Linked DNA regions of Mus musculus: region 2 is linked to region 1. A link is a contact called in public HiChIP or PLAC-seq data. All regions are on one chromosome and are shown on one strand. Each heading gives the region's core, a stretch centred on a gene start, on an enhancer-like site or on the middle of the called end of the contact. The rest is flanking DNA. Distances are from core to core; before and after follow the strand shown. Region 1 overlaps Bsn (bassoon). Region 2 holds the start of Dag1 (dystroglycan 1).

Evidence for each region. HiChIP or PLAC-seq counts read pairs in DNA pulled down with a chosen protein or histone mark.
Region 2: an H3K27ac HiChIP or PLAC-seq map of extraembryonic endoderm stem cells shows a contact between it and region 1. The contact joins the promoter of Dag1 here to the enhancer-like site in region 1. A contact is called at or near these places in 2 of 484 Hi-C or Micro-C datasets (CD4 T cells and bone marrow-derived macrophages), 4 of 115 datasets of contacts at active chromatin or transcription factors (effector CD8 T cells, embryonic stem cells and extraembryonic endoderm stem cells) and 3 of 9 other capture datasets (liver, macrophages and pancreatic islet).

What each region holds. Positions count from the first base shown.
Region 1 is chr9:108,162,071-108,165,879 of GRCm38.p6, forward strand. The region is part of intron 1 of Bsn (bassoon); the gene reads right to left. Among named protein-coding and RNA genes, the nearest start is that of Bsn, 26 kb to the right of the region's middle. Within about 2 kb of position 1,746, at least 52 of the 459 cell types and tissues checked have an H3K27ac peak or open chromatin away from gene starts, as enhancers often do. A contact at or near this core is called in bone marrow-derived macrophages and extraembryonic endoderm stem cells, where this site is marked.
Region 2 is chr9:108,261,813-108,265,621 of GRCm38.p6, forward strand. Dag1 (dystroglycan 1) reads right to left here and starts at 2,003. Exons shown (of 4, transcript NM_001276482.1): 1 at 1,813-2,003.

The sequences.
Region 1 (3,809 bases), core at 496-2,995:
AATGACCCGCTGATAGATGCATCAGTGTGGATGACTCTCTAGAGAACTATGATGTATTTAATAAAGAACTAGTCTATGGATATAGCCTGGTGGTAGAGTGTTTGCCTAGGCCACTTCAAGATGTGTGTGTGTGTGTGTGTACATATATATTATACACACATATACTATATGGTAGTAGGATCAAACCTAAGGCTTTGTGCATTTAAGATGCACTAATTCACTATTATTATCAACTTGATACAAGCTAGAGACACTGGAAAGAGAAAACCTCTGTTGAGGAATTGCCTACACCACACTGGCCTGCGGGCAAACCTGGGGGCCATTTTCTTGACTGTTAACTGATGTAGGAGGGCCCTGCCCACTATGAACAGCGCCATCTGGGGAGGCAGGAGGTCATAATCTGTGTACAAAAGTCGGCAAGGGGCTGAGAGATGGAGGTTAAGGGTACATTCTGTTCTTACAGAGGTCCTGTAAGAGATCTACAGCACACACCTCACAAACACCTGTTAACTCCAGCTTCAGATGATACAGTGTTCTCCTCTGGATTCCATAGTGATCTGCATTCACACGCACACACAGATACACAAGCATACACATACTCAAAAATAATAAAGAGAAATAAAGAGAAAACCAGTTGGTCAGATACCAGGGAGGGAGCCAGTAAGCAGCATTTCTCCATGATTTCTACTTCAGTTTCTGACTTCTCTCAGTGATAGACTGGAAATGTAAGCAGAAATAAGCCCCCTTCTCCCTATGTTGCTTCTGGTCATGGTGTTTATCACAGCAGCAGAAAAGTAGTTAATACACTCTGCAAGTGTTCCATCAACTGAAATTCATTCTGGCCCTTCCTTTTTACTTAGGATCAAAAAGGATTCTCTTTAAGTTGCTCAGGCTGCCCTTAAACCAACTCTATGGCTCAGGCAGGCCCTGAACTTGAGATCCTCCTGCCTTCGGAGTCCCAAGTATCTGGGACTATAGTCCTGACCCATCAGGGCTGGATGGGGTCAATGATATCTCAAATAACAAACACACAGACAGCTGAGCGTTGTGGCGCATACCTTTAATCCCGGCACTCAGGAGGTACAGGAAGGCAGATTTCTGGGAGTTCCAAGCCAGCCTGGATTACATAGCAAGTTCCAGGCCAGCCAGGGCAATATAGGATCCTGATTTAAAAATAATAGGACTGGAGAGATGTTCCAGCAGCTAAGAGAACATACTATTCTTGCAGGGACCCAAGGTCACTTCCTGGGACCCAGGCTGGGGAGCTCAGCTCACAACTACTGTAACTTCAGCTCCAAAGGATCAGACACCTGTGGCCTTTGCAGGCTCCTGTCTTCACACAGAACACCCCCCCCACACACACACACACAAATATGTTTGTTTACACATTATTAAGAATAAAATATTTAAAAATAAATAAATACATCAAGTAAGCTTAAAAATCTGTAGGAAAGCCGGGCATAGTGGCTCAAGCCTTTAATCCCAGCACTTGGGAGGCAGAGGCAGGCAGATTTCTAAGTTTGAGGCCAGCCTGGTCTAGAGAGTGAGTTCCAGGACAGCCAGGGCTACACGGAGAAACCCTGTCTCGAAAAAAAAATCTGTAGGGAAAAGGATAATTGTTAATGAAGTCAAAATGAAACCGTTATCTGATTAACAAGATTAACAAGAAGGCAGAACCTAAGACTTAGCAGGAAGAACATAACTGCGATCACAGATCGCCTTACAAGAAACCACAAAGGGAGAGACCGAAAGCAAAGGACACCAGCAGTCAGTCTAGTCTGCACACAAAAGCCTGAGGGAGCCACAGTGTGCAGGAGAACGTGTGACCACAAAGGCCTTTCACTTTCTTAACTGATTTGGGAAACAATCGAGTAAGATAAAACACTTATATATGTCAGGATAGTAGAATCTAGACAGAATTATATGCAACATATTGAAATACCAAAGGCACAGTAGACAAAAGGGAAACAAGCCACGGGAAACAGTGGGGAGTAGAGACAGCGATGGAAAGGCCGTTATACAACCTCCCGAGTGTGTGCCTGCCTGCTGCCCTTTATCTCTTAGCGTGTAAAGGAGAACATACGAGGTTGTCTGCAGCACAATATAAAGTGACAGCTATAACTTTATAATTATGATGTGTTTTCCATTTGTAACATGATACAGAACAATAATAGCGTAACACGGGAAGAACGCAGGTGGGTATGGAGCCAAGTGTCTACTCTCAACGTTTTTCTCGGTGCGGGATCAAACCCAAGGCCTTACACACAGTAGACAAGAACTAACACTGAGCCACATCCTTAGTCCACATCACTAAAATGAAATTAGCATAAATCTGAAGTAGATCCTGGGTCTGGCTAGGTGGCATACACCTTTAATCCCAGCACTTGGGAGTCAGAGGCAGTTGGATATCTGTAAATTCAAGGCCAGCCTAGTCTATCTAGCAGTTCCAGGCTGGCTGAAGCTATATAGTGAGACTCTATCTCAAAAACAAATTAAGTCTGAAGTAGAGGGTTTTTTGTTTGTGTACTTATTCAAAACAGGGTCTCATCGTGTAGCCCTGGCTGTCTTGGAACTCACTCTGTAGACCAGGCTGGCCTCAGACTCACAGAGATCCACCTGCCTCTGCCTCCCAAGGTCTGGAACTAAAGGTGTGTGCCACCATGCCTGGCCTGAAATAGATTCTAAAATAATAAGACGTAGATTGTAAACCCTAAATAATTTAAAAACATGCAATTACAATGTTATACTAGAAAATGTCCACTTAATACAAAGTGAGGCAATAAAAGTGGAAGAAATAGATAAGAAAGCTTGAGACACATAAAAAGCAAAAGGCAAAATGCACTGCAAATCCAACCATATCAGGAATTAGATTACATGATCTTATCCAAAGTCAGAGATCATCAAACTTGATTGAGAAAAAGAGATACAAGTATTATCCACGAGAGACATTTTTAGATGCAAAGAAAAAAACCCAAAAAACAACAACAAAAAAAAAACCAAACAGGTTGAAGATTTTTTGTTGTTGTTGAGATGAAGCCTTGCTCTCTGTCTCTGGTTGGCCTAGAACTCACATCTAGGCCAGATTCTCCTTGAACTTGTGAGAGATCCCTCTGACTCAGCCTCCCAAGCAGAATTATTACTTAATGGGAAAAAACCGTCAAGTGACCACCTGTCCGAGAGCGGGGAGAGGGGTGGGGGAGGGGTGCCGCAGGGCGGGGGCGGGGCGGCTATGCTGATGTGCGATGACATCAGACTTCAGAGGCATGCTGGGAAGTGAAGGCCTCCAGTCCCAGCAACTCCCTGGCTAAGCCTGGAGGAGTCTAAGCACAGCAGCTTGAAGGTAGCCTGAACATTGAAAGCCTTTGTCTCTTTAAGGAGGGGAGGGGAGGAGCTGACTGAAGATAAAGGCTAACAAAGGGGCTATGGAACTAGAAAGCTACAACTATTATAAGTGTATATATGCCTAACAACCAGGCCCCAAAATACATAAGGCAACTAAGTTAAAAAAAGAAAGCAGGCAGTTCAACTCTAATAGTTGGGGACTTCAATTCCTTACAGGAACAAATAGAACAACACTGTACAAGATTAAAGACTTGACAATCACTACACCTAACTAAAACTAATAGCCATCTGGGAAACACTCCACCCAATATCCGCATGCACACTCAAGTGCGAGTGGACCAGTGTTCCCAGACCATAGCCCAGACACACGGTAAACGCCATCAATTTTAAAGTATTCAAGTCATAATAAGGATGTTCTTTGAACACACTATAATTAAATTAGCAACAGAACTGGCAACGGAACAAGT
Region 2 (3,809 bases), core at 753-3,252, 100 kb after region 1:
CTACCTTTTCAGTCTCCCCTCTCAAATGGCTCGTCCTCCTTCCTCTCAGCTGGCTGACTTTACTACCAGAGGTCTGGACATCTCTGACACTCCCGACATGCCACCAACATATCTCTTTCTAAACTCGATCTAGATTATGCCACTCAAACGATTAAAAGCATTCTCAAGCTCCTGTACCCTAAGAGGTTGGAGCTCCTATGTGCAAAGAAGGCCCAGAGCTCCCACCTGTCCAGCTGGAAGACTCCCAGGCTCTATTTTAAACCATGTACATGTGGTTCCGGGTGTACAAGCCTTTATGTCCCCCAGCTAATTCCTGCTGGCCCTGAAGGCCACGCACGGCTCAGGAAGGCTCTCTTCAGGCTACCATGCAAGCAAGCATATTCTCGTCATGGGTTCTGATTCTCATTCACTGAACCCAAAATCAGTTAAGGACAAAGCAAGATGTATTACATGGGCCCCCAAGTCCTACCCAGAAGTCCCCAGGGAGTAAAGTCAAACATTTACTAAATGAATGCATCTTGTCAAATCAGGTTTTTTAGAATGATGAGGACTTGTCCGGTGACAATTTCAACAGAGGTACATATCAACAATGCTTGCACATTCCCACCCGGTGCTGCCTGCATAGTGCTACTTACTCCTACCTTCACACAGGATCCCACACGCCTTGCAACTAACTCCCTAGTGAGATCTGATTTCTCCAATAGCCCCTATGTCCTTTAAGCACGCTGACCATGTCCTTGACTTCAAGGCAAAAAGAACTTCAATTCTCCATATTTAAACCATCGATCTGTACAACCCGTTACCGTGGAATTCTTTTTCTAAACTAGAACATTCTGAAAGTATGTCTCTTGCTCATTAAGCACAATATATACTAATATGATTGCAACACCCCATCTCCATCAGATTCCAAAACATCTGGAAGCACACCCAACTCTAGCTGGAGTTATGTTCTATAAACACCACCCTCACTTCACGAGTCTGGCTTCCACGCCAAGAACTACTTCTACTCGCTTATTTAGGGAAACAGCAGGCTGGACTCTCAAGTTAGACCTCTAGGCTATAAAGGTACTGTCCCAGACTAGGCGGACCAGTCAAAACTTCGTCATCACCACGAAAACTAATCTTGATGTAATTCAACTTAACAAAAGCTTCTCAAATTGTAGAGATTAAGAGGTGTGTTTTTAATTGCCCGTTGAGTTTGTCAATAAATGAACTTGGGAGTTATAGCAAAGGACTCTGAGTCAACATGGTGTTCCCTCTGGGAACATTTTCCAAATATACTCGCAAGTGAACCTGATTTCCCAAATACCCACTGCAAAGGTAGTAAAGGAGTCTCCCACAGAAGCGCAACCGAGGGGGAGGAAAGAACCCCAAGACTCGGAGCAGCTCAAAGCAAGAGGCGGGGGCGGCGCCCTTCCCAGCCTCTGGCAGGAGCCCCACAGTAGAGATGCCTCCTAACTGGGCCGCGACCCCCACTGGCAACCCGGAGGCAGCCCGCAGGCCGCACACGCCCGCGGCCGATGCACAGGCCCCGCGTTCCCGGGAGCGCGGGCCGGGGCCGAGGCCTGGCCCGTCGCCGCGGCGCGCAGCTCCGGCCTCAGCCTTCAGCTACCGGACGGAGAGCCGAGGGGCGGCTCCGCACGGACGGCGGCGGCGCCGCCTCCTCACCCGCAAGGACGTCCGTGGCCGTGTCCCCGCCCCGGGCCGAAAGGGAGCAGCAGCAGGTGTTCCGCGGAAGGCTCGGTCGGCTGCAGCGGGGATCCCGGCCCCAGCAGGCAGGCACCGGGAGGCAGAGGCGGGAGGCGCACTCACCCAGCACCACGGGCAGGCCGCGGCAGGTGTTCGCTCCTCCGGGCCCAGGGACACCGCCGCCACTCCCCGGGGACTCCGCGCGAAGCTACCGCCGCTGCCGCCCCCGAGCCCCAGGAGCGCGAGCGCCGCGCCGCAGCCTCCGCGCGATCACGTACCGAGCGGTGAGAGGGCGCCGAGCGCGAGGGCGGGGCGCGCGGCCGGAGCCTAGCAACCGCCTGACACGCGAGTGCCGCAGCCAATCCCACGGCCGACTCGGAGCGGCGCCGACTAGCCTTCAGCGCGCGGCCCGCTTCTGCCTGCGTCGCTAGCCCCGCAGCGCGCCGCACCCGCGCACAGGCCCCGCCCCGTCCCGCACCTCTCTGCCCATTGGCCTGTCACGCCCCCGCCCCAAAAGCCACGCCCCGACGTAGAGGCCCCGCCCCCGAAGTCGACCAAGTGGGTCCCGGGACACGCCTTAGCCAGTCCGGGTAGCTGGGAGCGCTTGCTAGCTGGGGTGGGGGAGGGGCACCTTTCCCAACTTCTCCCGAAGAATAAATCGAGGTATGGACAGGCCGGCGAACCGGTCCGGCCACAACAAGCCACCACACAGCTGCCCCCTAATTTCCTTCGAGCAAAACGCAAGCGGTATCTAAACCATTCAAACACTCAGGAAGCGCCCTCCCAATTGCAAAGGAAGAGAGGCCTTGTTACCCTCTCCTTAATATGGATGGAGAAACTAAGGCCAGATCCGGGTGGGTGGGCAGGAAGGTAACCCATTTCTTTAGTGCTGGCCATACAACAGGCTTCCCCTCCCCCTCCTTGGAAAGCTAAAATCCAATGCCTCCTCTGGAGCTCAAAATAGCTCTGACCCGCTAGCACAGGTCACTCACCCCCCGGTGGCCCACATTCTTTAGATGGGTGGTTACTGCTAGAATCTGGCCTCCCCCATTTATGGAGGGTCCTAAAGTAGTTCTTAACTCTCCTGGGCTCACCAGAGGGCCCAAACTCCAGAGACTGGAGATTTAACAAGTTACTAAACCTGACAGTGCATAATACCTGTGGAAATCAGAACTGTGGTAGGCTCTGCTCCCTTCCTAACTGACCCCACACTGCTAGAAGGAATCCATTCCTCTTTGGCCTAGGGCCAGGCTGGAGTTTCAGACACAAGCTGTTATCAGTAAACTCATTCTGAATACAGACCCGGCGGCTACTCAGCCTGGGATTCCTGCCTAAAGGACGGGCAGTTCTCTTCAGAAGAGTCTAGGAGAAAAAATTTTCAGGAAGAAATGCCCTACCTCAAATACCTGTTTGCAATTTCTCAATTCTTACGTGACTAACTCATAGAGCCTAGAAAAGGAAGAGGAACTAAAATCCAGGAGAGCAAGAGCAGGCCATCCCTTGGATGTTAATAAACTGAAGAGTTAATGGCTTCTCAGATTCTGACTTTAAGACTGTACCATTTTAGAAAGGCTGAGAATGAGCTGGCCATGGTTGCTGCCGTCTGTAATCTTTACACTCATAAAGCTGCGACTTAAGGATTGCTGTAAATTGAAGGCCAGTCAAGGTCGCATAATGAGTCTCCAGGCCAGTTTGGGCTATAGAGTGATACCTTGTCTCAAAAACTAATCAAGGGCTTCAGAGATTACTTAGACAGTAAAGACATTACTGATGACTTAAGTTGGGTCCCCACAACCCACATGGTGAAAAGAAAGAACCAACTCCAAGCACAATAAAAACATAAGATATAGGGCTGGAGAGATAGCTCAGCGGTTAAGAGCACTGACTGCTCTTCCAGAGGTCCTGAATTCAGTTCCCGGCAACCACATGGTGGCTCACAACCATCTGTAATGGGATCTGATGCCCTCTTCCGGTGTGTCTGAGGACAGCTACAGTATACTCATTTGAAATGAATAAAACTTTAAAAAACTATATTAAAAAAGCTGGGTGGTGGTAGCTTACTCCTCTGATTCCAGAACTCGGGAGGCAGAGGCAAGTGGATCTCTGATTCTGAGTTTGAG